Linked DNA regions of Triticum aestivum: region 2 is linked to region 1. A link is a contact called in public Hi-C data. All regions are on one chromosome and are shown on one strand. Each heading gives the region's core, a stretch centred on a gene start, on an enhancer-like site or on the middle of the called end of the contact. The rest is flanking DNA. Distances are from core to core; before and after follow the strand shown. Region 1 has its middle 16 kb from the start of LOC123164495. Region 2 holds the start of LOC123164645 (spermine synthase).

Region 1 (4,362 bases), core at 1,384-3,883:
AATGACCTCTCTTCCTGCCCCCACCTTCCCCAAGCCTCCGCCTATCCCTTTGCTCGTCACCTCTTCTCAAATCACCCCTGTTATGATGTATATGGCTTCCTCCCTCCTCATCCCGCATATCCTCCCTTCTATCTCTCGAGCTACTAGCATAGCGTTGCTGTCCTTGTAGTTTATTTCTCAGGTCCCATTCCCTTTTCTGCTCTAAATCCTGTCTGAGGTCGTGCCCCTCCCTTCTTTCATACTTATTTTTATCCTTCAAAGGGCTAGTGACTTCTCCTTTGTCAGATTTAGCGGCCACGCCAGTGCGTGCTCCTTCCGACCTGGTAAACTCATCCTGCAAGTTACGTTTTGTTGGAGCCTCGGCCTTGTCAGGATTGGAATGACGCCTTGGGTCGCTGTCGCCCGTACGTTTACTGCCCCAGCTATTGCTGCTTCCGGCCGGCCCTTGAGATCCTCCTTTTTCTCCGCTAGGCCGTTCCGGGGACGCCCTTAACCAGCCACCCCATTGTTGGGACGAGTCCATAGGGGGGACACATATTCCTCCTGCATGAACCATCCTACCACACTCAAAACAGAAATGAGGCACCTTCTCGTAGTAGAAATCAAACCAGGTTCCCAACTTGTCATCTTTGGACGTTTTGAGGTTGAAACCTCTCACCAACGGTTCAAACACATTAATCTTTGCTCTAACCCTCAAATACTGTCCCCTTGCTATACCATCCTTATCAGTGTCCACTCGCACGATCTCCCCCAACCAATTCCCAAGAGCTCTGCCAAAGGATTCAGTCCTCTTATCTGGTGGTAAATCGTCCACCCAAACCCACACGTCAGTCCTATCGAAAATCATCTCTGACGGCCTAGTTTTGCCTTCATATTCCTTCAAGATCAACACGCTGAAATCATATTGCCATGGCCCATTGTACATTGCGTGTTTCCAGTCTCCTTCGCTGCCAAAGTGAACCTCGAAGATGTTGGAGCCGAGGTCCGCAAACTTGGCTACTTTGTGCAAACCCTAGACCCTTTGCATCGCACGCTCGACCGCGCTCATGATCATCGGCCACGGCGAGCATACTTTATCGACCGCTGACCAGCGATAATTCCTTGCACTCACCTTCTCCGGTTCCTCAAACACGAACCCCTCCGCCTCCTTGTCCATCAGTATCATGCCCCCAAGCCTCGCTGAAAGGCTCGACGTAGGATCTGGCGTTTTGCTTTCCACCGGAGATTTAGAGGAGGTCCGGCTTGCTGTACCATCCACCTTGCGTTGCGGCGTCGACATCCCCTTCCCCTCGGCCGCTGGGGTGTTCTTCCTGCCCGAGGCCAGTGCCTCTGCATCCCCCTGCCTGCCGGTCGTGTTCCTCTGGTGTGCCATCCCCGAGCCCGATGCACTGCTAGCTCGGCTGGTAGATTTCTTCTGGTTCGCCTCGCCTATGGACACCCTTGTGTTGTTATGATTCCTCGGGGTAGTCGCAGCCGCCGCGGCCACCGATGCCGATCCCATCTATTCCGAAACCCTAGCCTCCTTCTCCCCAACCTTCTCCGCCATCCGCTCCGTCAACAGCGAAGAAGGAAGATCGCCGGTCGGTCCTGAGGACTGCGCCGTCGCCGTCCACGTGAACCACCGTATCCTCTCTCACCCCCGCAGCTCAAACCCTAACCCTAGCAGCGGTAGGCGATCGCCATGCAATCGCCTCCCGTCGCCTTAGCGTTTTCCTGCATGGTGGACCCTTCGTTCGGAGCTGGAGTGCCTGGGCCGTGACCGTCAGTCAACTGATGTGTACACAAAGTAGTGCAAGCTGGAAGCAAAAAAAGTCTTTGACGAATTAATTTGCAATGCGAAATAATAAGAAATACAGATAGCACTTGTAGCTCTCAGGACTTAACCGCCACAAGGATAGTACTAGTTCAGAGACTCATGGTTGATCTCCGCTTTGCTTCAATCGATGTGTAGTGCTGGAACTCTCCTCAGGGTGGTCTCGCGCGTGTCCTTCGGTTTGCCTTGGAAGTTTAAATGGCAATGAATAAAATGATCCAGAACTTGGCAACCATGAAGTACGACCTTCTGTACTTCCTTTCGATAGAGTTTATAAGTCGACATGGATTCTTAGGTCTTTAATTTAACTAAAAAACATGTGGAATATTTCTTCAAAAAAATTATGTGCAGAAATTTCATTCGATAACGAATGTAATTTTTTTTTCTATGGCATATGACATGTGTTTCGCTAGTAAATTGAAAACCTTAAAATACGTGCCCGGCATTATAAACCCGACCAGACGGAGTACTGAATTTGGATCACAAATGCAGGACAAAACCTTCCAAATCGCAAGAGAGAGAAAACAGTCAAACTGTTGCTTGAATTTGCACTGCTGTTGCCCAATGTGCAGGGCTGGTTTCCTTCTATGGGTCGCAAGCAATAACTACTTGGATTTGTCATGAACTAGGCGCTGAATTTGAATTGTCATCATCCTGCACAAACTATGCACAGTCTTGGCCTCTCGGGGGCACATCGGTCACCGACACGCACGTTGGCAGGTTTCGTTTTCCCCTCGTTTCACAAACGTGGCAACGACACTGGTAGCGATGAGTCTCGACTGGCCGTCAATCTCACGATGACATGTCGTGACGAGCCGCTTATGCACGTCCACATCCGGATGGACGACGTCGACCCTGCGAATCCAGCACCACATCCACATCTTATCCACTGATCGCGTCCGTTTCCTATCCGATTGCACCATCTATGCAACAGACTCGCCAACATGGCAAACTCACCACCATGCATGCATGGGAGACAAGCACATGATCTCTTCCGTGCATGGCTGTGCTGCAGGAAAATGAGTCGCACCAAACTTGACGCCCCCATCGCCTGCCTCGCGTAGCTGTCCACCACATGGTCCTGTCCGCAAAGAGAGAGAAAATTGTGGACATGTGTAAATTGTTGAAGTTGCAAGGGATGTGTACAAGCACGACCTAACTAAAGGTGTATCCAATGAGGACTCATATTCTTTTCCGTGTTTTATCTATATATATAAAATGAGGCGCAAGCCGTTTTCATCATGGTGTCTCATCCGTTGCAAGCCTGCAACCAAAGCCTGGCTTATTAGACGCTCGTGTCTCGTGAGGGGCTGAAAGTGAGAGCATACCGTAGAACCAACGAAACCCTTCATTTGGACATGCATGACATGCTTCGTCAATCTACTATCCTACGCATGGGAATACTTATGTAGGTATGATGCCAAGATCCAACTAACTTCGCCCGTGAATTTAGTTAGAAACCTATACACGTTTTTTGTGTGGCCAAATGGCAAAAGACAGCCAGTCAACTCTTATAGCACTGACCCTTGAAAAAAAAAATTTACGCACAACACTTTGAAGAAACCAATCTCCTGCCTTAACGAGAGTATTTAATCCCACCGTTCTACACATGCATAGCACTAGTCTACCATGCAAAAACTACGACCATGTGATTTTTTTAATATGAAAAAGATGGTGTAACATCATAATATAATGGGTTTCATGTATCACGAGCAACAAATGTGATAGGGTGGGTATGGGCATCTATAGCATCCCTTATCCTCTAGAAAAGCCATTTTTCTTTATCTAGCAGATCCGTAAAACTTAATGGCCAGAAAAATAATTTTTCCAATCCGTCCGACCATTTTCAAATTTATAGCACTTTAATGCAAAACTTAAGAATTCAAGAACAGACAATTCATTCTCAAGAAAAAGAACAGACAGTTCATATACATATTTAGTTTAATGGTTTAAACTGAACCATTCAAATTCAAACACAACATACCGTCCACATGAACTAAGAATCCAAATAAAGCGGGGCGAAATTCTTTTTGGATAACTAAGAATCCAAATAAACATGATAAAAATACAAGAATCAAGTGCTATGAAGTCTCACATACTCAAGGATGAGATCTTCCCCGATGCGAACATATTCATCGATGGCGGCCGAGCATCTATAAGCAAGGACTCACACGGTTGATGCAATCTTCAATAATGGGCTTGCACTCATAGTTACCCTTGCATTTTTTTTCTCAGCTCAAACCAAGGATCATGCTTCTCCTTAGCTTTTGCAATGGTGTTGCAGAGATCCCAATGCATCCGGAATACCAAACATAGTAAGAGGGGTATACTGCATTCGACGCAAAATAATGCCTCACTAAACCATAATGACCGATGTCGTATCTTAAGGAAATATCCTCCGGCCATATGAGAACCAGGCCTTGGTCTCCTAAAATCGTACCCCATGGCAACCGCGGAGGCGCCTGTGGTGACTTCGTCAATCTCAAGATAACGTGTCAGCTCAATCTCTCGAAGGTGCTCACATGGATAGGATGTGCGTGCTTGCGTTT
Region 2 (4,406 bases), core at 1,719-4,218, 280 kb after region 1:
CGCATCGGGCACGGAGGAGATGGATATGAGGAGTGGATGCTCTCGACAACCTCGCCGCACAGGCGGCGCACCTCCACAATGAGAACACGCGTGAGCGCGCGACCCCATGCTCTCAACGACCTCGCCGCGCTCGCCTTGCCGCGCCGGCGCGCTCGCGCTGCCCTGCCGCTGCCCTACCAAGCTCGCGGCCTCTCTCCACGCAGCGGCAACAACTCGTCGCAGGCACCGCTCGCCATGGCCGCGCTCGCGTAGACGTACTCGACGGCGGCCGCGTCGCGCATGCTAGCTAGCTAGTTGTTGTTGAACATATGGTTTGTGCATGTATATTGTATAGCCTGGCCCACCTCCTAGTCATTGTATAGTTGAGGTTGTGGTCCACTTTGTACTCCATATATACGTGCGCTATGCACCGATCAATACATCGTAAAGCATTGCCAAAACTCTTGTTTCCAACAACTTATGACTGTCGCGCTCCTCCAGCGGCTTACTGCTCGTCTTCGCGATGAGTTTGCCCTGAAGGACTTGGGGCCCCTGCACTACTTCCTTGGCATTGAGGTGGTTCGACGGGCAGATGGGTTCTTCCTGCACCAGCAGCGCTACACCCATGAGCTTCTTGATCGAGCCGGCATGCTTAACTGCAAGCCCGCTCCCACGCCTGTCGACACCAAGGCCAAGGTTTCCGCTCTGGAGGGTTCTCCCGCATCCGATGCGGCCTTCTATCGCTCAATTGTGGGTGCTTTGCAGCACCTGACCCTGACGCGCCCTGACTTGCAGTATGCTGCTCAGCAGGTCTGTCTTCACATGCATGCTCCGCGCGACTCTCACTGGACTATGGTGAAGCGTATCCTCCGTTACATACGCGGCACCCAGTCCATGGGACTTACGCTGACGGCCTCCGCCTCCACCGACACCGTCGCCTACTCTGATGCGGACTGGGCTGGCCGCCCGGACACACAGCGCTCCATCTCGGGGTACCGTGTCTACCTTGGACCGTCTCTGATCTCTTGGTCCTCCAAGCGACAGCCCACCGTCTCCCGCTCGAGTGCCGAGGTAGAGTATCGGGCAGTGGCTAACGCCGTTGCTGAATGCTCTTGGCTTCGTCAGCTGCTCTAGGAGTTGCTTTGTGATGTTCACAAGGCCACGCTCGTCTACTGTGACAACGTCTCCGCCGTGTACCTCTCTGCCAACCCGGTCCATCATCGTCGAACGAAGCATATTGAGCTCGACATACAGTTTGTTCGTGAGCAGGTGGCTCTTGGGCGCATCTGGGTCCTCCACGTCCCGACGGCGCAGCAGTTCGCTGATGTCATGACAAAAGGACTGCCTACTTCTGTTTTCGAGGAGTTCAGGTCCAGTCTTTGCGTATCCGGCGACGCTTCGACTGCGGGGGGTGTTGAACATATGGTTTGTGCATGTATATTGTTTAGCCCGGCCCACCTCCTAGTCATTGTATAGTTGAGGTTGTGGCCCACTTTGTACTCCATATATACGTGCGCTATGCACCGATCAATACATCGTGAAGGATTGCCAAAACTCTCGTTTCCAACAGTTGTGGCTGCTGCATGCCGCGTGCACAGCTGCGTGCGTGCGCGCATGCTCGCCGTGGTAGCTTGCGCGATGAAGCTCGCACGCCCCGCCGCCTCCCGGCCCGACCTCGTCCCCTGCACCGCTGCTGGTCGCCACCCTCCCCCCACCACCACCGTCCCCGCGCCGCCCCGCCGCTCCTGGTCGCGTGCCCGGCCTCGCCATGCCCTGCCGCTCCTGCGCCCGGCCTCGCCGCGCCCTGCCGCTCCTGCGCCAGGCCTCGCCGCGCCCGACCCCGGCAGCGCCCGACCCACGCCCGGTCTCGCGCTCGCCGTGCCGCCCCCGCCGTGGGGTTCAAGCTCGCCCGTCGGCCTCCCCGCGCGCTGCGAGCTCCCCTGCCCTGCCTGCTACGTGTTTGAGGAAATGTCAGGGCGGACATGTCAAAAATGGGTCTGGCTACCGTTGGGCGCACTCGCAGACCCAAATGAAAAAGCGGGCACGGACGCACGGAGAGGCGACCTAAACGGACAAGAAGCGGACGAAATCGGTGTCCGTTTAGGTCGGCCCGTTGGAATTGCCCTAAATAGTCGTTTGATTAAATTTGTGTAACATCAGAAGTCATGCATGTATTCATACATAAGTTGCTTTTTTACATTAATCTACCCATGCAAACAATGTCACCCACCAAGTCATGCTTGTCTTTTCTTTTTTAGAAATCAAGCCATGCATGGGCAGTCATAAGTTGTTTTTTGGCGTTGATTTTTATACGGTTATGGACGGTAAAAATATATGATTCACGCTTCACATTTTTGTTAAAATAAGGCATCACGTTAAGTGCAGTTTAAAAGCTTTTCTTCTTTTATACGTAATTTTGTCACATACTTTGTGGGTTTTGCTGATTTTAAAATGAAAATCGAGAATAATCTTGTATTTATTTTTCCATTATTTTTTGTCATTTTTAACCACATAGTATGCACTTGTTTTAACACGCAACACACGTTTGTTTATTCATTTTTCAAGCAACACACGTTTGTTTGTTTCTTCTTCTTCTTCTTTAGTTTTTAGGGGAAACGCATGTAGGAGTAGTATGTATGCTTCGTGTCCAAGTACTTTCTCTCCTAATAATTGCTGATCGCGAAGCAAATTCAGAAGCGCACTCGTTTTAAGGGAACCGAGGGGCATGCACACTGTCACGCAGCAAAATCTGCGGCTTGAATGAGTTGCCATGTTCTTGATATGAGTTGAGTGGCATGCAAGGGAGAGAAAAAAGCAGGCATCTTTCCGTGCGCAAGGACATCATCGTCCCTTTTCTCCGAGAATCGGATGCGGAGACACCTCACATGAAAGGTACATCCAATCCGTTGGAGCGGGGTTATCTGGAGAAGAGCATCGCATTCCGCCCTTTTAATGCCGTCAAAATCAAGCACGAGCCCTTCGTTTCTTTGGTGCTCCCGTCCCGTCCCATCCCCATCTACCTACCGTGGACGGTGCCAGAAGAGGACCAGTCACAGCCTGCACTTGCACTGCACATGATCGCCTATTTAAGCTTCTCCTGTTCTCGCCCACCCCGCTCCACCCCATTCCCACTCTCTCCCAGCAGCGGCACGTCATCATCTTCCTCCCCCTCGCCGTCCGCGTGTACGTCCAACAGGTGAGAGCTACAAAAGCTTCCAGCCTAGGCGCGCGCTCGTTTCTTCTTCTGGCGCCTGCCTAGGTTCACTTCCGGACTACGGTGGCGCTCCGCCGTGCCCAAGTTTTCCAGGGGGGCGTTCTTTCACGCTAGAGGACTTGACTAGAGTCCAGAGGTCGTACAAACTTTTTCGATTTAGCCCTGCAGATTCCGTGAAATTGGTCCGCTGTTGTCGGCGCTGTTAAATCCGGCAACCCAAGCGGCTATTTAGCCCCGGGACACGGCCAGATGTTTCCTGTCGCCCCTTGTTCGTCTTCTTCCTCCTCGGTGGCGGTGGCCGTGGCCGTGGCCGGGTCGTCGCTTGTGTTCCCAACGAGGTTATAGCCCCCCGGCCCTGGAGATATCTTTCTTTCTTTATCCAACAAAAAAGACGCCGTTTGTTTATTTAAGTTCACAGCCCCGTCGTCTTCTTCTGGGTGCACGCCAGGTGCTTGGTCCTTTGTGCCAGTGGTTCTACTTGCCAGTGGTTCGATCTGCCCGCACCATTGCATTTTTTTTCTGCGTTTAAACTAGCTGAAAATAGTCAGCCTCTCTGGTTTGCTTGATGATTTCTATATAAAAAGCGCCTCTGGCATTTTTCGATTTTGAGGGGGTAATTTCCCTTCCTTTAGCAATACACGGTTACATTCAAAGATTCTGCATCTTTGTGAAAAAATGATTCTAGATTTCTTCGATTCCATCCTATCGCACCACTGGATGCAAATTTGCTCCACGTAGGGATCTGTGCTGTTTTGTTAGTTTTTTTGTTGTATAATCAAAGTTTCCAATCATGCCTTATCTAGACTTTCTGTTCCAGAATATATGTTAGGGGGCAGTAAATAGCATGACATAATTTCAGTTTTGCTAAAGCACGTCTAGATGTCATATGATTTACCTAACTTTGTTGGATTTTTACTACAGCTTCATCAATCATTAGTAAACCAACCACATCCACAAAACAAGACTTACACCCAATCCAGATCGCATTTAGTGCTCTGGCATTGCCCTACACTAGGTGCAGAGCTGGTGTCATCATATCCATATGCCCTGTTGTCATTGGAACTTGTTGACTTTCGTTTAATTAAGTACTAGAGGAGTGGAAGACTGCTGAGAACTGAAATACGAGGGGAAATCTCTGATGTTCACTACCAACTAAAGCCTAAAACTGAGATGGTGAAAGCATGAGTACAGGGCGATAGTTCAATTTGTTTCC

What was found. Hi-C and Micro-C count contacts between places; a contact is called where the count stands out from the background.
Region 2: a Hi-C map of leaf shows a contact between it and region 1, with 6 times the contacts expected there. The contact joins the promoter of LOC123164645 here to the enhancer-like site in region 1. A contact is called at or near these places in 3 of 5 Hi-C or Micro-C datasets (all in leaf).

What each region holds. Positions count from the first base shown.
Region 1 is chr7D:421,859,673-421,864,034 of IWGSC CS RefSeq v2.1, forward strand. No RefSeq gene overlaps it. Among protein-coding and RNA genes, the nearest start is that of LOC123164495, 16 kb to the left of the region's middle. Within about 2 kb of position 2,634, at least 2 of the 8 cell types and tissues checked have an H3K27ac peak or open chromatin away from gene starts, as enhancers often do. A contact at or near this core is called in leaf, where this site is marked.
Region 2 is chr7D:422,137,621-422,142,026 of IWGSC CS RefSeq v2.1, forward strand. LOC123164645 (spermine synthase) reads left to right here and starts at 2,969. Exons shown (of 12, transcript XM_044582190.1): 1 at 2,969-3,175.